Regions from separate parts of the Mus musculus genome. Here all the other regions are linked to region 2. A link is a contact called in public Hi-C data. All regions are on one chromosome and are shown on one strand. The core of a region is the stretch at or near the end of the contact, and the rest is flanking DNA. Distances in the headings are between cores, read along the strand shown.

What was found. Hi-C and Micro-C count contacts between places; a contact is called where the count stands out from the background.
Region 1: a contact with region 2 is called in a Hi-C map of uterus, with 2.6 times the contacts expected there. The contact joins two enhancer-like sites. A contact is called at or near these places in 3 of 484 Hi-C or Micro-C datasets (cerebral cortex, muscle stem cells and uterus).
Region 3: a Hi-C map of uterus shows a contact between it and region 2, with 5 times the contacts expected there. The contact joins two enhancer-like sites. A contact is called at or near these places in 10 of 484 Hi-C or Micro-C datasets (Sertoli cells, cortical neurons, differentiating embryonic stem cells and 4 more) and 1 of 9 other capture datasets (embryonic stem cells).

Annotation. Positions count from the first base shown.
Region 1 is chr7:36,246,355-36,249,054 of GRCm38.p6, reverse strand. No RefSeq gene overlaps it. Among named protein-coding and RNA genes, the nearest start is that of Gm46016, 76 kb to the right of the region's middle. Within about 2 kb of position 1,409, at least 2 of the 459 cell types and tissues checked have an H3K27ac peak or open chromatin away from gene starts, as enhancers often do. A contact at or near this core is called in uterus, where this site is marked.
Region 2 is chr7:35,901,029-35,903,878 of GRCm38.p6, reverse strand. No RefSeq gene overlaps it. Among named protein-coding and RNA genes, the nearest start is that of Gm36234, 21 kb to the left of the region's middle. Within about 2 kb of position 1,553, at least 22 of the 459 cell types and tissues checked have an H3K27ac peak or open chromatin away from gene starts, as enhancers often do. A contact at or near this core is called in uterus, where this site is marked.
Region 3 is chr7:36,316,493-36,319,322 of GRCm38.p6, reverse strand. No RefSeq gene overlaps it. Among named protein-coding and RNA genes, the nearest start is that of Gm46016, 150 kb to the right of the region's middle. Within about 2 kb of position 1,307, at least 21 of the 459 cell types and tissues checked have an H3K27ac peak or open chromatin away from gene starts, as enhancers often do. A contact at or near this core is called in uterus, where this site is marked.

The DNA.
Region 1 (2,700 bases), core at 160-2,659, 350 kb before region 2:
CACATGAGCTAAAACATATATTTTTCCTTTCTCTCAAGCTTTCTTCTCTTCTCCCTCCTCCTTTCCCCCTTAGACTCCTTTCTCCTCTCCACACAATCCACTTCTATACCCATGCCATATAATATATTTAATCTAGGTTATGTAAATGAGATGTTAGTCTAGGTATACTTTATATATATATATATATATCATCTCACTCTATCATTCAGTCAGGCCTTGAACTCATAGCAATCCTCCTGACTCAGCACACACACACACACACACACACACACACACACACACACACACACACACACATACACACACCAGACACTAGGATTACAGGTGTGAGTCTCCAAGAATGGATCCTTGCTTCTGGACTTCCAAGGTGGTCCCTTATCCACTCATTGTTCTGAAAATGACATCACTGTGTTCTTGATGGCTAAATAAAACTCCACTGTGTGTGGAAACATTTTCTTTAAAGATCTATTTGGTGTGTATGTGATGGGGGACGGGGCAGAGAGTCAGAGACAAAGACAGACAGACGGACAGACAGACAGACAGACAGACAGACACAGAGTTTATTCACGCCAAGAAGGTACTGGTTTCCTGAAACTGTAATTTCAAGCAGTTGTGAGGCCCTGTGTGGGTACTGGAAACTGAACCTGGGTCCTCTGCAAAAGCTGTAAGCATTCTTTTAACTCCTGAGGCACTTCTCCAACCACTGTAGACATTTTCTTTATCCACTCATTTGCTGATGGACATCTCAGCTGTTTCCATGTCTTGGCTATTGCATCACGTCTACTCTCACATTAGACTCTTCACATCGTATAAATGATGCCATTCATGGCCCAGCCTCCAGAGTGATGCCAGAACACCTTGTGATTTTCAACACTACAGTGTCCCTAACCTTTACTTCTTGGTAGTCTCAGAGCTTTGCAGATGAATCCTAATCATGGCATTGCCATTGAGTTGACATTAGTTCCTCTGGGTTCTTCTTCGCCTGCTACAGGTCATCTGCAAAGTATCCCCTGCTTTTCTACCTACCCTCCCTGGAAATGCCTTTATATCATTTGGATATCAACAACCCCTGTCTTTCCTGCTTTCAGAGTGAGCCTTCTGTAACTTCCCTTGGAACTTTGCACTACCTTCTTAAATAGCATAAATGACCTGCAGATTGACGACTGGGCATTTTTCTGGACCCATGCTTACCTTCCTGCTCTCAGTAACATGTTCTTGTTCAGTGAAGGAATGGTGTCAGCTTTGTAACCACATTCTAAGACACACCATCCCAAGTTGCCATGAGTTCTCAGCCTCTGTGCTTGCCTGTGTACTCAACATCTGGGTAGCCATCCTTTCCCTCCACCAGGGCTCAGCTCAAATGCATCTCTTAGGGAAACAGCTCAAATTCATCATCTGTCTTCCTATTTTCCTCTAGCCTCATGTGCTCTCCATCTGGTTTCTCCCTAGAATATACTTTGGGGGTGACTCCCTACTTAGTTAGCAGTGCTTCTAATGGCCTGGCATTGTGCCTCCTGGTTTGTTGTAGTCCAGGCCTGGCCTGGCTCCCAGCCTGCAGCAACTTCTGCCCTACTTATCACCCAGATGTCTCCTATCTCTGTTTCCTCCTCAGACTGCAACAGCCAAGATCAAGTTCTAACAAGGTTTTGCCTGGTATTTGGCCAAAGAGAGAACTCTTTCCCCATAAGCTTAGGTTTTTGGGAAAATTATATATTAGGATACTATAATCAATGCAGGCCTTCTCCAGTGTCAATTCACTCTCACACTAACTACTTCAAGAGACTCAAGAAAAAGATACCCAGGTGATGTCCCCTGAGATTCAGATAATACCTAGAAAAGCCTAAGAATTCACCTAAAGGACATCAAACTTGGCATGTGCTTGTCAAAAGGTCATATGCTGAAGTAAGCATTAAGAGATAGAGGCAAGAATTATGGATCTATCATGTTGGCTGGGTGCCCTAAACTCTAGATTGAACATCTTCACCTGAATATGTCCTCTAGTTGAAAACTCAGCATTGAACTTAAAGATATTATGTGAGCTGTGACCTTGTTTCTTTTATGTGTGGTATCACTCTAGTTCCTAGACTTAAGTGGACATATAAAAGGGAAAGAAGTGAGAAGGGTAGAAGGGAAAGAAGAAAAGGGAAAAATCTGGAGTGGTGGTTGATAGTCAGTGTGGTAGTTTAAATGAGAGCAGCCCCACACAGGTTCATATATTTGAATCCTTGGTCCTTAGTTGGTAGAATTGTTTGGAAAGAATCAGGAGGCGTGGACTTGTTGGAGGAGGTGATTCCCTGAGGGTAGACTTTGAGGTTTCAAAAGTCCACATTCTTTCCAGTTAGTTCTCTCTCTCTTTCTCTTTGATTCATACTTGTGGCTCAAATGTAAGATCTCAGCTACTGCTCAGGTACCATGCCTGCCTGCCTGCTATCAAGCTTCATGTCATGATGTTCATGGACTCTCTTTCTCTTAATTGTAAGCTCCAGTTAAATGATTCTCTTATAGGGTGTCTTGGTTCATGGTGGCTCTTCATAGCAATAAGAGAGTAACTAAGACAGTCTTCCTCTCTTGTTTACTCTCATCTTGATAGAGTATATCTTCTGTAGTTTCCAAATTGTAAAATAGGAATAAGTTGGGAACTTGTATGTCTGAAAAGATCTTTATTCTATTATCACAGTTGGCTGATAGTTTGGCTGGGTA
Region 2 (2,850 bases), core at 304-2,803:
TTCATTACCTGAGCATTTGTTTGTCTTGAAGTTTAGCATTGTGCAATAAAGCTGTGCAATTTTGAGTAATTCGATTATAAGACTGACTGGGAAATATGGTGGATTATAATGAGCCGAGGGAGGGTCCCGGGGGCTGGAAACACTGATCAGCCAAACCACCGTCCTGGGCAAGTACTAGTGTCGCTACAGCTATGCAGGGGTCTGCGGACCCGTTTCTCTTGTTTCTGCCATTGAAGTGCTCACTGGACAAAGATCTGTTCTGGATGGATTCAGTCTCCTCGTTCCAGGAGTCCCAAGACAGGAAATTCAGGGCACTGGGCCTACATCAGAGCCTTTCCTGATGCTCCGTGCACAGCACACCTGCTGGCCCGATGGCCCCAAAGGCTCACCTGTAGGTGTCCTCGTGGGAGGGGCACTACCTCCAAGATGCCCGATGCATCTCACATCAGCTCCCACCCATGTCAAGTCACACCCTTGCAGACCCACGGAACTGAAGGAGGCAGCCTCAGACAGGAACAATGCTGAGGGCGAGCAAGAGCCTGTGTGCGTGGGTCACAGGCGAGCAAGCACAGGAATACAAAGACTCACCTCAGGTCTGAGAAAGGGAGGAGGGAAAGAAGAAGGGACCTGTAAGAAATTAAAGAGGAAAGGGGGTAGGGTTAGAGGGGCAGGGAGAAGGAAAGAGAAGAGGAAAAAAGAAAGAGGAGATGGCATGGAAATGTGGGCCTGTAGAGTAGGAAAAGGATAGAACAGAATAGTGAACCTATGGTGGTCTGCTGCAGATCTTCGACAACTTATAGCTGTCATCCCCCCAGCGCATGCGCAGCCAGAATGCCTTGTGGAGCAACACAGGTACTGGCTCCCCGCCGTGCGTTCCATAGCTGCTTCTGTGTTTTCACATCTCACCTTTCCACACTCTGGTGTTAAGGAACATGAGGCTGGCTCCTCTTTGCAGAGACCTTGAAAGCTGGAGTCAGGGGCGTGGCCTCAGCAGGAACAGACGAGTCGCTCTCGGAGAACTTCTTGCCTAGATCTGGACCTCAGACAGAGCTGGTTCCAGGTTCTCAGCACCAAGTTCTGTGAACCTGGGGCCCAAAGCCCCTGAAAATAAGACACCTCCTTATCTGCCTTCCATGGGAGAGCAATCCTGTCTCTCTGCCTGGGGCACTATTCGGGGACAGGCTGGAAGAGTAGACTTACCCACCTTGTTTCCCACTCTTCCACACAAAAAGCACACATGGACACTAAGCCCAGAGCTGCCCTTTTCCTAGAACCTCAGAGGGAGGGGCCCCTCCCACCCCATCCAGATCTTGGAGAGCTCTCTAAGGCTCCAAAGGGTCCCCAGAGCCCTGCCCCAGCAGCAGCTCATCCGAAGAAGCAATTAGGGGGATTGTCAAGAGATAAAGGCTAGCCCAGACTTCAGGTGGGACTCAGCCTGCAGCTTGGACTACCGTGCCACCCCCAAAAGATGACATGTAAAGCTCCTTCTCCTTGCAAATTCAAAGGGAGGCGAAGAGTGTGGGAAAGTCTGCTGGCCAGAGGCAAGTATTGCAAGGCCCTATGAGGACCTCTGGGGATATAAGGAGCCATCTCCACTCTCTGGGCGGCGCTGGGGCAACTGCGGGAATCATGCAGCCAGATGAAGCTCATAAATTTCCCCTATGAACAATTGTTTTCATTTCCCTCCCATGCCACTAGATATTATAAGTGGAAAGCAAAACACAAGTAAATATGTTCATTCCACTCTGTGATCGGTGATAAACGAGAGGCTGCGCCGGCTGACAAAGGTCATCAAAGCCGCCAGCCCGGAGTCTGCGAGCGGACACTGCCACCCTCCGGCCATGTGAGAAACTGCATCCGCTGCCGCCACCCGGACTCCACAGCCCTCCCCAGGCTGTAGGCACCTGCTGTGAGCTCCTTCCGCAGAGGTTGAGGGCTGCCATCCTGCATCACACAGGACATCCAACACATGACACATGCAAATGACAGAAAAACTATAAAGCAAGGCAAAAAAAAAAACCCTCAAATTTAAAACTAGCCACCATCCCTAATCACCTCTCTCATGAAGACAACTTACTAACATTTCAGTCTGTTTGGCTTCAGTTTTGATGAGGTAAATGGGCATAGGAAAAGAGCAAGGCTTTTTGTCTGAAGACCTGATGTTTGACCTAGTGTTCAAATTAAAGTAAATTCTGTAAACAGCTGGAAAATACCTTTTTAAGGGCTGCATAATATTTTCAATTTTAATTTCACTAGTATTACTATTGCTAGTGGCAATGCACTGTGCGTGTGTGTATGTGTGTGTGTGTGTGTGTGTGTGTGTGTGTGTGTGTGTGTGTGTGTGTGTGTGTGTGTGTGAGTGTGTGTGTGTGTGTGTGTGTGTGTGTGTGTGTGTACGATGGGAAGAGGATGTAGGTATGGAGGTCAGAGGATAATCTGTGGGAGTCAGTTTTCTCCTTCCACACTGTGGTTCCCAGGGATCAAACTCAGGTTGTCAGGTTTGGCCGGCAAGCATCCTACCAGGATAAGCCACGGGGCTGGTGGGGTGTTTTAAGTTGTAGGTGTACCAAGTTCATTCCCCCTCTTCAATTGTTTACGTCCCTGCAGCTGATACGGAGGCTAAAACCTTTTATTCAGAAACCCTTCTTCATATGACTTAAAAACTTAAAGGCAGAATTACTGAATGAAATGAAATGTGTATTGCTGGCATGCTAATGCCCTCCCATCCATCCTTTCAACTTTAATATCAACCCCAGGCAAAAATCCAGTTCAAGCTTTCTTGACATTTTGCCACATTTATACCAAGGTCCATCAGAAAAAAAAAAAAAACTGAGGAATCTCCAAGAAACA
Region 3 (2,830 bases), core at 58-2,557, 420 kb before region 2:
GAAGGATCTGGGAGAGTTGGGAAGGGAGAAAAACATGATCCAAATAATTGTATGAAAGCATTTTTAATTAAAAAAAAAGAATCCAATAGAATTTAGTTTCTTGTCTTGATACTAGAGATTAGTGTAAATTAACTAAGCTGAGGCCCAAGGCTATTAATCTATCTATCTATCTATCTATCTATCTATCTATCTATCTATCTATCTACCTACCTACCTACCTACCTACCTACCTACCTATCTATCTATCTATCTATCTATCTATCTATCTATCTATCTATCTATCTATCTATCTCTCATTCTATCATTCACTTCTCTTGCACAGTTCAAGCTGGTGTGGAACTCTAGGGCCTCCTGCCTCAACCTCCCAAATGCTGGAATCTCAAGAGCACTTAACCTACCACACTTAGCCAACCCAAACCTTTTAAATAAAACATCGACTTTTCTAGGGTCGGAGGGGTGGCAGGTATAAGGAGCCTTCCCTTTTAACTCCCAGAGCCCCGACTGGCTCCTGACCCTCTCAGTTGCCCATCCTGGGATGCCTTTCATGACCCCTACAGGGGATGGGGGAGAAGGCAGTGATGTGTGGGGCGGGGCAGGTTTCAGTGGCCTTCCAGCCTTCTCTACCTTTTAGCCTGAGACTCAGACAAGCAGGGTGACTCTCTGGGTGGAACTGGTTTCTCTGTTCTAACTGAACCCGGGAGAGAAGCAGGCAGGAGGATCTCAAGCCGGAGGCTAGCCTAGGCTAAAGAGATCTTGTCTTAAAGACGTAACAGCAACAACAACAACAAATGGTTATTCTTGTGGTATCTGGGTTAGTGTCTGTAGGTGGCCTCGGCGAAGGTGAGATAGACTGGTTGGTGCACACAATTCTGAGAGACTGAAACAACAAAGATACAATCGTACTAGCTTAATCCTCTTGGCTCCCTGGTTCCTGAAGCTACTTCCTCATACTGAGTGCTCCCCTCCCTCCTCCACCCCCAGATCAGGAAATGCAAATGTTATCTCCGTGCTCCTCTTCCCTCCTCTCCCCTCACAGTCTCTCCCTCTTCTTCATCTCTGTCTGTCTGTCTCGGAGTCTGTGTCTCTGTGTCTCTGTCTCTGTGTCTGTTTGTCTCTCTGTGTCTCTGTCTCTGTCTCTGTCTCTGTCTCTGTCTCTCTCTCTCTCTCTCTTTCTCTCTCTCTCTCTCTCCCTCCTACACAGCTGAGCAGCCTGGCCTGAAGCCCGCAGCCCCTTGAGGCACCGAGGAGCTCTGTCCCTCCTGCTGGCCAGATGTCCTGGCAAGCTCCATTGATGAGTCTCTTAGGACAGGGAAGGTCCAGCCCCCAGCAGACAGCATGCCAGGCTCTTGTGTGAGGCCCTGTTGGTTGAGGCCTCTCCCTAGTTGTCCCTACAGGCCCCCTCTGCATTGTCCCAGTGGCAGTTGACAAGGTCACAAACTGTTGGTAGAGAAGCCAGCTGTACAGGTCCCTGGTTATAGTCTCTGGCACCTATAAGAATTTCTCTGTATACCCTTATCCTGACCTTTTCTCAGTACCTTGTCTGCATTTTGCAAGGGCTGAGAGTAGCAGACCCAAGAGCAGAAATGCTTTTGAAGTTCACTGGTCAGAGACACTGTAAGGCTCTGTAATCTGATACCTGCCCCTTCCTGGACCTCCTGCTTTCTCCTGCCTCTAGATGGAAGGCCTCTTTGTGCAGAGAGCCTCCTGCTCAGTTCTCTGGCACCTCCAGCAAACAGCCTTTAGCACTGCAAAGAGTGCTGAGGGAGGCCTCAGAGGCTAAGCCCAGCTCCTAGAAGCACTCAGGTCAGGAGCAGCCGGGACCCCACCCTCAGTGGCCCTGCTTCCTCTCCCCTCTGCAATGGGCCTGTCCATCTGCATCTGGACCCATTTCACCTCCTTGGCACCACCACGATCGGGTGTTCCACTGTGGGGCTGGCAAGTTTATCTGCTGTCATGCACTTTATATCCCCCATAACTCTGCTGCCCAAGCCCTCCTATGCATGTGTTTAATTTTTACAGTCAGGAAGACAGATGGGGCTAGTGACAGCCCAGACATCCTGGATGGGGGTGCTCCGGCCCTCCCCAGGAGGAACCTGTCCATGAATTCCATCCGTGGCCTGGGGTGGTAGTTTATGCATGATGCCCCTGTGGTTTTTAAAATGTCCTTAAGCTTTTGATGACTGAGATAAAGGAAAAGGAAGAGGCCGTGTAAATATGAAAGCACTATTGGGAAGAGCAGCCAGGACCTCTATAGGCCACTTTATAAGGTCACTTGAGGCCTGTTCCTGGCTCACACATCTATTCCACATCCATCTACCATCCACTTGGTGGAACAGTGAAAGATCCTACTCCAGCAGTCTCATCCTTTTCCCAGACACACTTTAGGGTGATCGCAATGACAATGACCATGACCACAAAAGAGAAGGAACACATAAAATGATGAAACGAGAAGCCACGCCCATTTTCAAAATGATGTTTTTATGGTCCATAACTCGCCATCAAACACAAGCAGCACTCCTGTTATACAAACCAGCTCTAAGTTAGATCCTCAGTAAGGCACACCCCATCTTGGGCATTGGCCCCAAGTCCCTCCCCCAGGGCAGTTCTGCAGTCCTCCTGATAGAACAAGCATCTGAAGTTACAAATCTGCTAACCACCATCTGCCCCAAAGGCCTTCCCATCATCTGCAATCTATGCCCATCCATGAGACCCCTGCCTGTCTGGCCACCTCCTAAGAGTTCTGGTGATCAACGCTTAGTAAGGGAGTGTGTTAGGGACTGTATCTCTTCTGCCCCATCACAGTCCAGCAAGACAGGCGTTTATACACTGC